Regions from separate parts of the Mus musculus genome. Here regions 2, 3, 4 and 5 are each linked to region 1. Evidence: chromatin contacts called from public HiChIP or PLAC-seq, Micro-C and promoter capture Hi-C data. All regions are on one chromosome and are shown on one strand. The core of a region is the stretch at or near the end of the contact, and the rest is flanking DNA. Distances in the headings are between cores, read along the strand shown. Region 1 holds the start of Sh2b3 (SH2B adaptor protein 3). Region 2 holds the start of Hectd4 (HECT domain E3 ubiquitin protein ligase 4). Region 3 holds the start of Arpc3 (actin related protein 2/3 complex, subunit 3). Region 4 holds the start of Atp2a2 (ATPase, Ca++ transporting, cardiac muscle, slow twitch 2). Region 5 holds the start of Anapc7 (anaphase promoting complex subunit 7).

What was found. Hi-C and Micro-C count contacts between places; a contact is called where the count stands out from the background. HiChIP or PLAC-seq counts read pairs in DNA pulled down with a chosen protein or histone mark. Capture Hi-C pulls out chosen DNA fragments and counts their contacts.
Region 2: an HNF4G HiChIP or PLAC-seq map of pancreatic cancer cells shows a contact between it and region 1. The contact joins the promoter of Hectd4 here to the promoter of Sh2b3 in region 1. A contact is called at or near these places in 2 of 484 Hi-C or Micro-C datasets (B cells and embryonic stem cells) and 1 of 115 datasets of contacts at active chromatin or transcription factors (pancreatic cancer cells).
Region 3: an H3K27ac HiChIP or PLAC-seq map of extraembryonic endoderm stem cells shows a contact between it and region 1, with 6 times the contacts expected there. The contact joins the promoter of Arpc3 here to the promoter of Sh2b3 in region 1. A contact is called at or near these places in 2 of 39 promoter capture datasets (embryonic stem cells and hippocampal neurons) and 3 of 115 datasets of contacts at active chromatin or transcription factors (embryonic limb bud, extraembryonic endoderm stem cells and memory CD8 T cells).
Region 4: a contact with region 1 is called in a Micro-C map of embryonic stem cells, with 7 times the contacts expected there. The contact joins the promoter of Atp2a2 here to the promoter of Sh2b3 in region 1. A contact is called at or near these places in 1 of 484 Hi-C or Micro-C datasets (embryonic stem cells) and 1 of 115 datasets of contacts at active chromatin or transcription factors (pancreatic cancer cells).
Region 5: a contact with region 1 is called in a promoter capture Hi-C map of liver. The contact joins the promoter of Anapc7 here to the promoter of Sh2b3 in region 1. A contact is called at or near these places in 2 of 115 datasets of contacts at active chromatin or transcription factors (bone marrow-derived macrophages and microglia) and 1 of 9 other capture datasets (liver).

What each region holds. Positions count from the first base shown.
Region 1 is chr5:121,835,571-121,838,270 of GRCm38.p6, forward strand. Sh2b3 (SH2B adaptor protein 3) reads right to left here and starts at 1,289. Exons shown (of 8, transcript NM_008507.4): 1 at 980-1,289. It overlaps Gm32422 (a long non-coding RNA gene), which reads left to right and starts at 2,591. Exons shown (of 2, transcript XR_387683.2): 1 at 2,591-2,700.
Region 2 is chr5:121,218,949-121,221,648 of GRCm38.p6, forward strand. Hectd4 (HECT domain E3 ubiquitin protein ligase 4) reads left to right here and starts at 1,271. Exons shown (of 76, transcript NM_181421.4): 1 at 1,271-1,709. The coding sequence starts at 1,524.
Region 3 is chr5:122,390,611-122,393,310 of GRCm38.p6, forward strand. It overlaps Arpc3 (actin related protein 2/3 complex, subunit 3), which reads left to right and starts at 1,268. Exons shown (of 7, transcript NM_019824.4): 1 at 1,268-1,387. The coding sequence starts at 1,382. Gm32853 (a long non-coding RNA gene) reads right to left here. Exons shown (of 4, transcript XR_387695.4): 1 at 1,929-2,700; 2 at 272-386.
Region 4 is chr5:122,500,906-122,503,605 of GRCm38.p6, forward strand. It overlaps Atp2a2 (ATPase, Ca++ transporting, cardiac muscle, slow twitch 2), which reads right to left and starts at 1,320. Exons shown (of 20, transcript NM_001110140.3): 1 at 663-1,320; 2 at 26-43. The coding sequence starts at 780.
Region 5 is chr5:122,421,009-122,423,728 of GRCm38.p6, forward strand. It overlaps Anapc7 (anaphase promoting complex subunit 7), which reads left to right and starts at 1,436. Exons shown (of 11, transcript NM_019805.4): 1 at 1,436-1,670. The coding sequence starts at 1,570.

The DNA of each region.
Region 1 (2,700 bases), core at 39-2,538:
GAAGGGGTTTGTCATCTGACCCTGCCCAGGGTCCTTCAGAGTTCCCTGCCCACAGACTCGGGAAACCCCAGAGCAGCTATGCTCAGGAGAGAGCCGAGGACGGTCCCAGGGCCAGGGTCAATAAAACTGGACAGTCTGAAAACCAACGGCCTGTAACTGAGGTCTTCTCCCAACGGCCTGTAACTGAGCCCTTCTCCCAGCCGGACGCAGGTGCCTTCCACACAGCATTCATTAAAACTCCACCTCATTGTAACTGCACCACAAATCTCTTCTCACTCACTGAACAGCGGGGAAACTGAGGTCGCGACCCTCATCTTGGAGAGCAGAGGAGAAAGAACACAAGTTCTGCCTCTAGGACCCTCGGTTTCCTCTCTTGTCACTGCCCAGCCCTTGAGATCCCCAAACCACAGCTGCTGCCGCTGCTGCGGGCCAGCCCCTTCCCAGCTGACCACCCATTGGGACTGCACAAGTTCCAGAATGTATTCACCCCTCCTGGCTCAGATGGCGTTTCCTCCCAGAGGAGGCCTGGGGAACAAGGTTCAGAAAGTGTCCTAAGAGCATAAAACTCTTATAACCTCAACTTCCCCCAGCGGGCCCTGGCCTGTCATGGCCTGTCCCACCCCCTTCCCCCATCTCTGGCTGATTTCACCTTTAGGACTCCGCATATCATCCTTGGTTGATCACCGGGGCACTAGTGACACACGTGTCCCCCCCTCCCACCCTCACCGCCAGCACACCCCCCCCCCCGGCAGGGGCCCAAGCACGCTGTGTGCCGGGACAGCTCTCGGTTCCTCCCGCGGCGCCCCGCCAGGCTCCTCTCCGGAGGCCCCAGCTGAAAGCACTGACCTCCGCGCCCACATCACTGCGGTCTGGGATTGGGGAAGAGAAACAGAATGAGGAAACGCCAGAAAACAGAAGCGGGACCCGGGGACGGCCGCCCGGCCCAGTTCCTCCAACACGCTCGGCGGGCCGCGCTTACCGCGCAAGCTGCGGGTCGGGGCCCGGCCGGCCCATGGCGTCGCACGGCCTCTCGGCGCTCAGGCAGGAAACCCCGGCTCGGAAAACGGCCAGCGCCTCATTTCCGCCGCCAGCTCCTGACAGCAGCCGGGGGACGCGGCCTCGGGCCGTCCCCAGGACGCTGCTGCTGCTGCCGCCGCCGATGTGGACCCCGTGTGGCCCGTGACAGTCTGGGCTGGAGAGCGGCCAGGCGGAGGCGACGGCCCGAGCCCATGCCGCCCCACGCCGTTATGTAAAGAGGAACCAGCCGCGAGCCGCGCGCGGCGGCGGAGGGCGGCCTGGGGGCGTGGCCACAGAGAGCCACGCCCCGGGGCCGCCTGCGGAGGCCGGGGGCGGAGCCTATCCCGGCCCCGCCCTCCTCTCGCGCCTCCGCCCGCTGCCCGGTGGGAGGTAGCATAGCGACAAGCTCCGCCCCCATAAGGCGCGCTCTCTGCACCCAAGTTGCGTCGCGCCCCCTAAAGAAGGGAAAAAAAATAATAATAAAATAAAGAATCTCGAAGGGGAGGAGCGTGCTCGGTCCCGCCCCTCTCGCGCTGGCCAGTCACCGCGTGCCTCGGCAAGGCGGGGCCCCTAGAAGGGGTGGGGCGGGGCTAGGCGCGCGATGGGCGTGGCTGCCCCGACCTTCGGGACCTCCTAGGGGCGCGCCCCTGCGGACTCCCTCCAAGCCCAACCTTATCTGAGCTTGCCCGGCCGGGTCTAGCAACTGCGACCGCGGTTTTCATCACCTCCAGGGGAAGGGGCCAGCCCCACCCTGGCCCCACTATCCATGACTCCGCCGAGCCGTCCTGCCTCCGCGGCGCCATCCATTTGAAGTCCGCTCCCCTCCTAAGGTCCTCGGAGTCCCGGAACGGGCCGAGTAGGCTGTTCTCTACCTGGCCGCCCGGCCGCATTCTCTAGCTTGATGAAACTTTCTCCAAGAGCTCCTTCGCATCCCAGGCAGCCGAGCCCTTTGAACGTCCACGCCTGCGCGCCCCTTAGCCCTTTACCTTTTCTCTATCGCCACATTGGCTAACAGTGGGGTGCCCCTGTTCTGAAGTGGAGTCACTCACTGCACGCCAGTCTTCCCCGCGACTCTACGGAGGGAGGGGAAAGAGGAATGCCTGTCCCCTCCCCCTCCCCCAACAGGAAGCAGGCCGCCCACGCCCCCAGCTTGGAGGGGCCACTGCAAGCCTTCCCAGACGACAGGCTCCCACGAGCCGCTGGCTCCCTGGAGCCTTCCCCTTGCTGCGTGGGACCAAATATTTGACCCCCTCCAACTCAGTTTTTTCATCTATGAAATGGAAATAACACGTGTCTCCAGCCCACTCAGGGACTGGAAGAAGTGAGTTGCTCACATTAGAGCAGCCTAACCAACCGGGCTGAATTCAGTCCCCGGGCCTGCTGTTGGAGCCCGAAGAAGGGACTCCCCCGTAGGTGGGGATTTCCACTACAATCGGACGGCAGCAAGCTGGAGCCTGGTAGCAAAATGGCTTGGAAGAAGCCCCCACCCACCCACCCCCAAAAAACGAGCCAAGGCAATGTCTTAGGCACTATAAGGTGTTTGTGGACATCAGTTAGTGATTCCCTCGTGGGGGCGCCACTCTGGTTGGGAGACAGCATCGGTGACAGCTCCGTTGTGGAGTTGTCTTTGGGACACAGGAAGAGAAATCTTTGAGTAATATTTAAGCTGCGATCTCCCACATG
Region 2 (2,700 bases), core at 21-2,520, 620 kb before region 1:
TTAGCCATTACCTCTCAGTAGCCAAATAAGTTTGGAATGAATCACTCAGTCCATCCCTAGATGAGGTCAGAGCACTGCTGACCCCAACACCACCTCAAGCTCCACCTCCAGACACAGCGAGTTCCAGGACAGCCAGAACTACACAGAGAAACCCTGTCTTGAAAAAACAAAACAATTGGTATAGCATTGGAAATGTAAATGAGCTAAATACCTAATAAAAAATGGAAAAAAAAAAGAAAAAACAAAACAAAACAAAACAAAACAAAAAAAACAGGAGCCAGGAGGAAAGCATTGCTTTTGTTTACTTTTAATTTTTAATTTTTAATTTTTTTTATGTGTTTGACTGTTTCCTTTATGTATGTCTGTGTGCCACATCTGTGTAATGATGGAGACGGAGACCTGAAGAGGATGTGAGGTCCCTTGGGACTGAAACTCAGGTCCCTTGGGACTGAAGTTATAAAAGGTGTGAGCTGCCCTCTGAGTGCTGGGAATTGAACCCCAGCCCTCTGGAAGAGCAACCAGTGTCAACCTGTCAATCATTTCTCCAGCCTAACAGCAATTGTTGATAGATACTTTATTTTCATCAGATGTCAGTTGCTTCTTTGTACTCTTTTTTTCCCCAGTAAATATTAACCATCTGCTGTGAGTTTTACCAAGTTCTCATGACCAAGCCTATTATATACCAGCCTTTAGTATTTTATAAATTTTATGTATTTTTTCAGATACGGAGCCTACATAGGCCTGGGTGGCCTGGAGCATCTTATGTAGCCCAGGTTGGCCTGAAACTTGATATGTAGACCAGGCTACCTGCAACTTGCAATGGTACTCCCACTTCTGTCTTCCAAGTACTGGAACAACTGGCAACCCCCACCAGGTTTGTTTACTTATAGTGCTGTAAATGGAACATAGGACCTCAGGCATTCTAGGCTAACCCTCTAAGACTGAACTATTCAAGATCTTAGAGAAGACATCTGAACCTATCTCATTTAAAAGATAACAGTGTTGACCCTCCATAATCCTTCCAGAATGAGCTCTGGCCTGAGCAACCGGTGCACACCGGAGTAAGGAGGAAAGGGGACCAGGGTGGTCTTCTCCCGGAGCCTTAGACTTCCTCAGATAGCATGGGAAGCAGGGGTGCCCAAGAGGCCATGCCTCTGAGCGCCTTGCAGCTGGGTTATAAAGCCTCGCCGGGCTGTGGGCGGGGCTAGACGGACAGGAGGGAGGAGCCTGTATTGTCCACCCCGCGGGGCATGCCGGGAACCCCGCCCCCAAGATGGCGTCTTACTGACAGTTGGCTGCGGAGCGGCAGAGGCGGATCCTGCTCGTCAGGGCGGCGGCGGCGGCGGCGGCGGCGGGGCCGGGGGTCTCCCGGGCCGGGGTTGGCGTGCGGAGGGGGATGGCGGCGCGGAACGCCTAGGGCGGAGCCGCGCGGGCGAGGCGGGCGCAGCAGGCGCGGCGGGCGCGGCGGTCGGCCATGGGTTGCTGAGGCGGCGGCGGCGGCTCTGCAGCGCCTTCTCTTAGCCATGGGCTCGTCGGCCGCGGCGGCGGCAGCTGCAGCGGCGGCGGCGGCGGCGGCGGACTCGGCGCAGTGGCTCTCGGTGAAGGAGGAGACCATCTTTCTGCACGACGGACTCATCCGGGTCACCGACCTGGCCGAGCTGCCCAGCGAGATCCTCGGCGCCCCGGAGGCCGCCGACACCGACCTGGAGGTGAGTGAGGTTCCCCGGGAGGCCGCCGCAGGTGTGTGGGATCCCGGAGAGCATCTTCGGGCCGCGCGGCCCGGAGACCCGGAGCTACGGCAGCCGCCGCCCGGCTGCTCCCCTTCCCCCCACCACGCAACCGGGAGCCTCTTGGAGGGCGCGCCCAGGTGCCTGTGCTCCGGAGACCTTTTGTATTTTGAACGCTCGCACGGACTCTGCTTCTTTTATCACAGTCCCAGCTCGGTGTTGATTTTGTATGCGTGTGTGTGTGTGTGTGTGTGTGTGTGTGTGTGCACGCGCGCGCGCCTGCCTGTGTGTTGGAGGGAGCCCGGAGTGACAGCTGCCAGGGCTTCCTTCCTCCACCATAAGCAATTCTGCAACCTGTCTGTGCAGTGCCTCGGATTGACTTGACACCCGCGCCTTTGTCAGGCCAGCCGGGGGTGGGGTGGGGTGGGGTGGGGTGGGGTGGGGGTTTGGACAGCGAGAAAGGGGATGCTACACCGCGGCCTGGGAAGGTTCAAGGGCGGGCGTGAGCGAGTATATGTGTGTGTGTGTGTGTGTGTGTGTGTACGCGTGCGCGCGCCTCGGGGGTCTCTCTCTCTCTTTCCCCCTCCCCCCCCCCCCAGTCTAGGAGCGGTGGCAGGTGCAGCAGCCAGTCTCAGCAGTTGTGGTGTCGTCCCCCCCCCCCACCACCCCGCAAAACCCATCCACCCCAAGGAAACCAAATGTGAATATGGTGGATGGGAACTTTCCACCGACTGCGCTCAGTTTTCGCATTTGCCTAGAAGTGGGAATGTTGGACTGTGGTGTTTTCATCCAGGCCAGGTGGCTGTTGACCCCCGCTTCCCCGTGGAGTGTGGTGAAATTCGTATTGTCGCAGGGAGGGGGGGTCCCTGGGGTACACCGCAGACGGGAGGGCCTCCTACACTGGGAATCTTTTGTTTTGCGGTTTTCCATATACTCTGGTATTCAGTACCACCGGCATTTATAGGCATGGGGT
Region 3 (2,700 bases), core at 18-2,517, 560 kb after region 1:
ACTAGGATTCAACCCCAGGACCTGGCTCCTCAGCAGTCATACAAAGAACAGGGAGTATAAGCCAGACATTGTAGAGACCAGCCTGGGCTACATAGTTAATACCTTGTCCAAAAACAAAAAGTGGTTGGCTGGGTATGGTGGTTACATATCCCCTCAGTCTCAGTACTTGGGAGGCAAGGCAGGTGGATCTCAAGAGTTCAAGGCCAGCCTGGTCTACAAAGCAAGTTTCAGACTAGCCAGGGCTACCCAGAGAGGCAAAATACATACTTACATACATATATGATGGGTGTCAGTGGTGGGTTTGTAGTCATCCCCTCAGACATGTGGCATCACTCAGGCCCTTATAATATGCTTGGTTTTCATGACCACTTAGTCCTTGCCATGATCTGGGAAGACATACACCATACCTTGTTGAAAGAGTAGAAATGATATACACATTTAGTGGGTGACAGACAGGTCAAAGGGGTAGGCTCAGGACTTTTCTTTCCTTTACCCCTGTGGTGGTCCCTGACTGTCTTAACATGACAAGGAAGATAGACACCACCGTCGGCATCATAAAACTAAGCAAGAAAAATAAATAAAAATAACAGGAGTGATGGGCACATATCTGTAATTCCTGAACACAAGTGGGTGCAGATCAGTTCATATTCATTTATATGTATATGCCAGCCTGGACTTCATGCGACTCTTAGCAAAGAAAAAATTGAAAAATAAAAAATATTGGCCGCCAAGACGGCTCAGGGTGTAGGTGTTTCTGAAGACTGTGTTGGTTCCGAGAGTATCACGGTGGAAAGTGAGAACTGATGTCCCCCACCTTGCATTGTGGTAAAAGTACAAAACTAAGCCAGGTGTGGTGGCGCACGCCTTTAATCCCGGCACTCGGGAGGCAGAGGCAGGCGGATTTCTGAGTTAGAGGCCAGCCTGGTCTACAGAGTGAGTTCCAGGACAGCCAGGGCTACACAGAGAAACCCTGTCTCGAAAAACCAAAAAAAAAAAAAAAAAAGTAAAAAACTAGACATAGCAGAAGGGTAAATCAGGCGACTGAGTGGTACTGGATTTGAAGCTGAAGCCGGGAAATGAGAAAAAAAACCCAAAAAACAAAACCGGGAGCTGATTATTAACCACTTGCGAGGGAGTCTTCAATTTCAAAATCCAGCCTTTTATTCTGAACGTGCTTTATGCATGCGCCACGGTCATCGCCTCACGCTGACGCGCCCCCTGGCGTCACTTGCGGTCAGCGCAGCCGGAGCAAGTCACCGGAAGTGCGTTTATTCCTTCCGCCCGCCTCTTCCGGCTTACTTCCGCCCACTCCACCCAGGCTCGGTCGTCGGAAACGCTTTCTGAGTTCGGCTTCTCTGGATCGAATCCGGACACCGTCAAGATGCCGGTAAGCATTCGAGCCCCAGGGGCGGGGAGCCGAGCGGGGCGAGGGTCCGAGGGGTGGCAGGAGATCTGTGTCATAAGGCCGGGGAGAGAGGAAGCGTCCGCCCTGATCTCCAGCCTTTGCCTCCAACACCGGCTCGCCTGCCCCGCCGCTTCCCCCCTAACCCTGCCGTGTTCCCAGATCCCACCCTAGAGCCTCGAACCTAAGAACGATGGCTGGCTTTTAATTTATTTTTAAGTCTAAGGTCCAGCTTCTCCTTTTTTTTTTTTTTTTTTTTAAATTTCCCCCTTGTCATTTCCACTTCCTCCTCCACCCCAGGGAGTGGGATCGGCCTGCTACCTAGTCACCTGTCAGACCTCACTTCCCTGATGGACCCCTTCCTCCGTCTCCCTGCTCTGACTCCCACCCGACTCCCTGACCACCACCGAGCCAGCGCTGGTTTCCTTTTTCGTGTGCATCCGAGTGGGAGGAAATTGATGCCGATTGCAGCTTAGCGAAGGGACGCTTGAATAGCGTGCACCCACACTGAACCAGTGTTACTGACCTCTCGCTGTGAAGCCAGCATTGTTGACAGCAGCGACTAAGGGCCACTCAAGGAGCTCACAGTTTAACGGGTAGACAGTAACCATGCAAATGCACATAGGAAGTAGTTTCCTATCTTAACAACTGCTGTGACGAAAACAGATAGATGGCAGTTAGCCTACCCCTATCGCTCAGTTATCGCTCATCCCAATACCGAGGCAGGAGGATGGCAAAGTTCAGGCCAATGTGGACTATGTAGTGAGTTCTAGGCCATCCTGGGCTACAGAACTGCAAAGCCTGTCTCCCAAGAAATGGGGGAAGAAAAAAAAAAAAAAAGAGGCTTGCATGCAGGAGGTGGGGTCACAAGGTACAGCAGCTCATGCCTGTGACCCCAGCTCTGGGGAGGCAAAGGACAGGCAGATCTTCTGGCTTATTGGCCAGCCAGCCCAGCCAAAAATAAGCAAGTTCTGGGTTCAATGAAAGACGATGTCACAGGAAATAAATATATATATAGAGAGAGATAGTAGGGGCTGAGGAGGTGTCTCAGTGGTACAAATGAGAGGACCTGAGTCTGGATGCTTAGCACCCAAGTAAAACAGAAGGGGCGGGGGGAGGGCATGCAAAGCGTGTCTGCAGTTTCGGAGCTGGGGATGTGTAGAGTTCCCTGAGGCTCCTTGTCTCAAAAATAAAGTGGAAAGCAGTTAAGAAACAGACCTATGGCCTCCACCTGTGGATATGAGCATACATACCTACATGCACACATATGCACACACGTGAACATGAACACTACACAC
Region 4 (2,700 bases), core at 70-2,569, 670 kb after region 1:
AAAATAACATGTTAATATTATTTACCTTCTTCAGCCGGCAATTCTAGAAGGCCGAAATTCGACAGCAACGTGTCAGGAGGAAAGCAGAAAGAAAAATGAAGATATTGTATTAGCGCTTTTATTAAAAACTGCTAAATTCACCACCATCGTTGTCTGAATGGCGGATATAGGTGTATGAACGTACAACAATCTGTCTCCACTTTGATACCCCGAGAAAATTATTCAGCCCTGGTAATCAGTGGCCTCGGAACTGCCCGTAAGCCCTCTCCGGCCTCCAGGACCATGCAGTCATTTCAGCTGGGTCATCACTTCTGCCAGATGTGCAACTTTGGGGAGCACAAGAAACGGTCCGAGGGTTTCTCAACAACATCGACGCCTCATAAATCCGCGGGGGACTCAGCCCAGCCGCAGGAACCTCCTCCCTCCTTCCCACTCCCTCTCCCCCCCCCCCAATCCGACTCGCTGAGCGCCGGCCGGGAAGGTCACCGGCTCGAGACCCCTAGAGGTCGGCGATGGCCCAGACCCGCGCGTGGACCGCCCGGCCTCTCGCAGCCGTCGGGCGCCGCGCCGAGCCAAGCCCCACGAGGTGGAGCCGGGTCAGCCATCTTCCTTGGCGCTCGGGCCCGCGCCGCGCCGCTGCAGCCCCGGCGCCCCGCACCTACCGTTGGAGCCCCATCTCTCCTTGAGCTTCTTGACCTGCTCCAAGCTCAGCCCCGTGCTCTCGTTGACCCCGAAGTGGCCCAGCACCTCCTCCACGGTCTTTGTGTGAGCGTTCTCCATGGCTGCGGGGGCCCCGGCCGGCCTCGCCTCGCGTCCCCGCGGCCTCCTCGCCTACCGCCTCGCACTCCGGCCGCGGGCTCGTGCCACCGCGGGCGCCCGGGCGCGGACAGCTGTCCCCTCCTTTTTCTTCTCCTCCTCCTCCTCCGCGGCGGCGGCGGCCGCTTCCGCCTGACCGGGGCGCTGAATCACCCGAGCCCCCTCCCCCAGAAACCGCCGCACGCGGCCCGGCCTCGCCGAGCCCGCCCGAGGGACTGCGAGCCTCCCGCCCCGCCGCGAGTGTGGGTCGCTTCAGCAGCTGCCAGCCGGCCGCGGGCAGCGCAGGCCCCGGGCGCTGCGCCGAGGAGACGGGGCGCAGATGAGGAGCGGCGCCGGGCCGAGCCCTCGGCGCCGGGAACCGCGAGGCAGGCGACGGGAGAGGAGCTGCGCGGCGCGCCGGCCCGAGCCCCTCAGCTCTGCACCCCCGACAGCGGCGGCGGAGGGAACTGCGGCGGAGGAGACGGGAGGTGGCGGCGTCGGGGACGGCTCCGCGGAGGCTGCTCTAATAGCATTTATCCGCCGCTGCCTCCCCTCTCGCCGCCGCCGCGGCATGTGGACGCCGCTCATTGGCCGAGAGAGCCCCCAGCGCGGCGCGGGCGGCGCGGCCCCGCCCCCTCCTCCGGCGCCCTCCCGCGCGCGCGCACCGCGCGCCCACGCCGCCAGCAGGCCCCGCCTCCTCCCGCGCGCCGCCCCCCAGGAACCCGGATCGAGGCCGCGCGCGGCGCCTGTGCGCGCGCACGGGGCCAGGGCCACCTCTGCGTCCACGCTGTGCTCGATGCGCTGCGGCCACCGGCGCGGGCGGAGGGTGAGCCTGACTTTTCCGGGGCCACGGCTTTTCCCGTATCGACCGCGCGCGGGGATAGAGCGCGGAGTTCACGGGTGGGCGCTCTGTGCTGGTTGCCCTGCCGCTGAGGTTGGGGACTGGCTGGGACCGCGCATTGGCAGGGAGGCTCGGGAACGCAGGGGGGCCGAGGCGCGCTCGCACTGGTGTCCTTGGCTTGCCTCCGCGTCCTGGGCAGCGCGAGCCGTGCTCTGCATCCTAATGTCTCCTTCAGAGCCCCCCTCAGCAACCAAGGGGAGGAATTCCGCAGTTCCCTTCCCACACAGCCAAAAGCGCTCATCTGTCGCCTCGGGAACACCGCATCCCACACCCCCAGCCGAAAGCCTCATCTCCATCGCACGCCAACACCAGCCCTTCCTTCCCCTGCGGGTTCTGTGCCCCGACAGGGAATCCCACTCTTGGGGGAGGAAGGAGGAAGTTTTATTTCGTTTTTAGTAGCTCACACAGCCTTTGACACACGTCTGCATAGAAGTCACAGGTTATGCTGTAGCAGCTATGCTAGGTGGCTTGGCTTTGGCTTCCAAATGATGGCTGCTATATAAGACTTCCACTTCCCCCAATGCGAGAGAAGGAGCCTTCAATCCCAAATCTATTCTTAAACCACAGATCATCTGTTGTTTCTGTGAGGTCTGTACAGAGCCTAGCATGCAAGGTAATTTTGCCAATATAAAGAGGCTATACGGAGCCCGCCTGTGATCCCACGAACAGAAGTGGAAGCCACGGGATCAAGAGTTCAAGGTCATGGACAGACACTGAAGGAGTTTAGGAGCAGTCTTCCACGTTGGACCTTGTCTAAAACATACAAAATAAATTTAAAAAGCAGAGGAATGTGGGAAGCCATACTTAACAGGGAGGAGGCCCTTTGCATTGAATTTGCAAATATCTTCACAAAATGCGGCTTCATGAAGGGCATAGATTGCAAAATAAAGCATTTCATCTTCTTGAGTGTTTAGCAACGCCACCCCCCCCCCCCAATCACTTGAGACGTCCCACAAGGCTCCGCCTCAAGACTTAAGATAGATTCCTTCAGCAGATGCAAATCA
Region 5 (2,720 bases), core at 186-2,685, 590 kb after region 1:
CTTCTGGTGTGTCTGAAGACAGCTACAGTGTATACTCATATACATAAAATAAATAACTAAATCTTTTTTAAAAAATGGCCTTGAATCTCAAATTTAAGCAAACAGCTTCAGTTGTTTACATTTTAATTGCATGTAGTTATTTATTTTGTGCGAGTGAGAGGCACATGCGGCTGTCTCAGAGGACAACGTGAAGGAGTCAGGTCTCTCCTCCCACACAGGGGATTGAATTTACAAAACTAGCCTTGCTGATAAGTGGTTTTACTCTCAGGCTGCCCAGCTTCAACATTTGAAAGTTTTGGTTTCCTTGTCGGCAAAGAAGGACTGACAATTCAAAGTACTTATTTGTTTGTTTGTTTGTTTGTTTGTTTTAAGCGTTTTCAAACAGGGTTTCTCTGCGTATCCCTAGCTGTCCTGGAACTCACCCTATAAACCAGGCTAATCTTTAACTCACAGAGATCGGCCCAACTCCCAAGTGCTAGAATTAAACCACCCCCTGCCAACGTTGTTATTTATTTATTGAATATGAGTACACCATTGCTCTCTTCAGACACACCAGAAGAGGGCATCAGATCCCATTAAATGTGGTTTTGAGCAACCATGCGGTTGCTGAGAATTGAACTCAGGATCTCTGGTATAGCAGTCGGTGCTCTTAACCACTGAGCCATCTCTCCAGATCCAAGTTGTTGTTGTTTGTTTGTTTGTTTGTTTCAATGTATTTTTATGAGTATCTGCATGCCTGAGTGTGTATGTCTGTGCACCACATGCATGTATGTGCCCATAGACGCCAGAGGAAGGAGTCGGATGCCCTGGAGCTGGCCTTTCAGACTGTTGTGAGCCACCAGGTAGGTGCTAGGAACCGAATTCCCCTGCAAGAGCATGCAGTTTTAATTTCTGAGGCGGCTCTCTCCCTCTATGGAAATGGCTTCAGCATTGCGATTTGTGAATATGCAATGCAGTAACGAGTTCGTAAAGGCTTGAGATGTTGACAGTGGGGCGATCAGAGATCCAGCTCATCCCTGTAACTATCTTTTCTTCGCACTTGGATCTAGCGGGTCACTTGGACGGGCAAGCCATGCCTTGCACCAAGGAATCTATTCCCAGTGACAGGGACAAGAGTCGCCAGGAGAGGGGGGCGTGCCACCTTCGCCTAGGACGCTCCCGTAGTTGGAGAAAGCCAGCCCTTGCGCGCCTGATTCGAAAATTCAATTTTTAACTGTCCGTTTTCCGCCTCCGCTGTGTTTAGGATGAACTCCTGTGCATTGTTACTAGCCTCCGCGAGGCATCCATTCCTCTCAGGCTGTCTTTAGCGCAGCAAAACTACGATTCCTACTGGGATGGCTTTGAAGATGATGATGATGGAGAAAACCCTTTCGCCGCTGCTTCTTTTTACTCAGGCACGTCCGTGGCTACCTCCATCTTCGGGGGGCGGAGCCGCGTCTGGACCGGAAGGACCCCGGCGCCGTCTCCATTTTGGAACTTTCCCCGAGCCTCTGCTCTCGGTTCCCGGGAGTTCTGTCCGCCGCTGCCGGTGCCGCGGTGTCGCCGGGGGCCACGGTGTTGCCGGGCAGGATGAGTGTGATAGACCACGTGCGGGACATGGCGGCTGCGGGACTGCACTCCAACGTGCGGCTCCTCAGCAGCCTGCTGCTCACCATGAGTAACAACAACCCGTGAGTTGGAGAGGCGGGGAGGTGGCGGTCCCGGGAGCCGGGGTTGGCGGTGGCGGGGGGACGGTGTGGTCCCGCGGAGGGCTGCGCGGGATCCGGCCTCGGTGGCCTCGGAGTTCTGGCTCCTTCCAGAACGACGAAGTCCCCTGAGTCCCGGGGACCCAGTCCACCGAGTGTCAGCCGTGGGGGTGCCACCCCAGCGGAGGGAGGGGACCCCACTTTCCGAGACTGAGAGCATCGGTGGCGGGCGCGGTGGCGCCTTTTTTTAATTTAAAAGGAACCCTGGCAGTCTAATGTAAGGCCCGACATTGCCGCCGGGGAGTGACTGGTTTTGTGTGGTTGTGTTTACAAACAGGGGTCTCCTGTAGCCCAGGCTAGCCTGCCCCAGGCTGTGTGTGTGTGTGTGTGTAGTCAAGGAAGACCTTGACCTTCTTACCCTCCTGCCTACGCCTCCCAGAAGCTGGGGGGGGGGGGTTAACTGGTGTTTTACACCCCCACCATGCTCTCAGTGTGCGTGTGGACCTTGGGGATCGAACCAGGGATTTCAGGCGTGCTAGGCAAAACACTACCGATGGAGTGACAGTTCTATCTAGCCGGGTTTACTGCGTCTCAAAGGAAGCCCGGGACAGTTGTAGGCTTGAATTGCCTGTAAGGGCCTTGCTTAAAAATTTCCCCATCATTGCTCACTCTTCGACGTGGCTCCGCAAGTCAACCTAGTCATTCCTTTTCTCTAATTTCTCCTCCTGCCCGAGCGCTCTCAGAGCAAGCATTGGCACCGGTGGCTTCACTTTAGAACCGCTGCCTGAGCCGGGCAGTGGTGGCGCATGCCTTTAGTCCCAGCACTTGGGAGGCAGAGGCAGGCGGATTTCTGAGTTCGAGGCCAGCCTGGTGTACAGAGTGAGTTCCAGGACAGCCAGGGCTACACAGAGAAACCTTGTCTCAAAACAAAACAAAACAAAAAAAAATGCTAAGGAAATGTGTTTATTACAGGGAGGTCCAGTAGGTCGACCAAGATCACACCCTGGAGAACATAGAGGAGCGAGTGGATCTGTC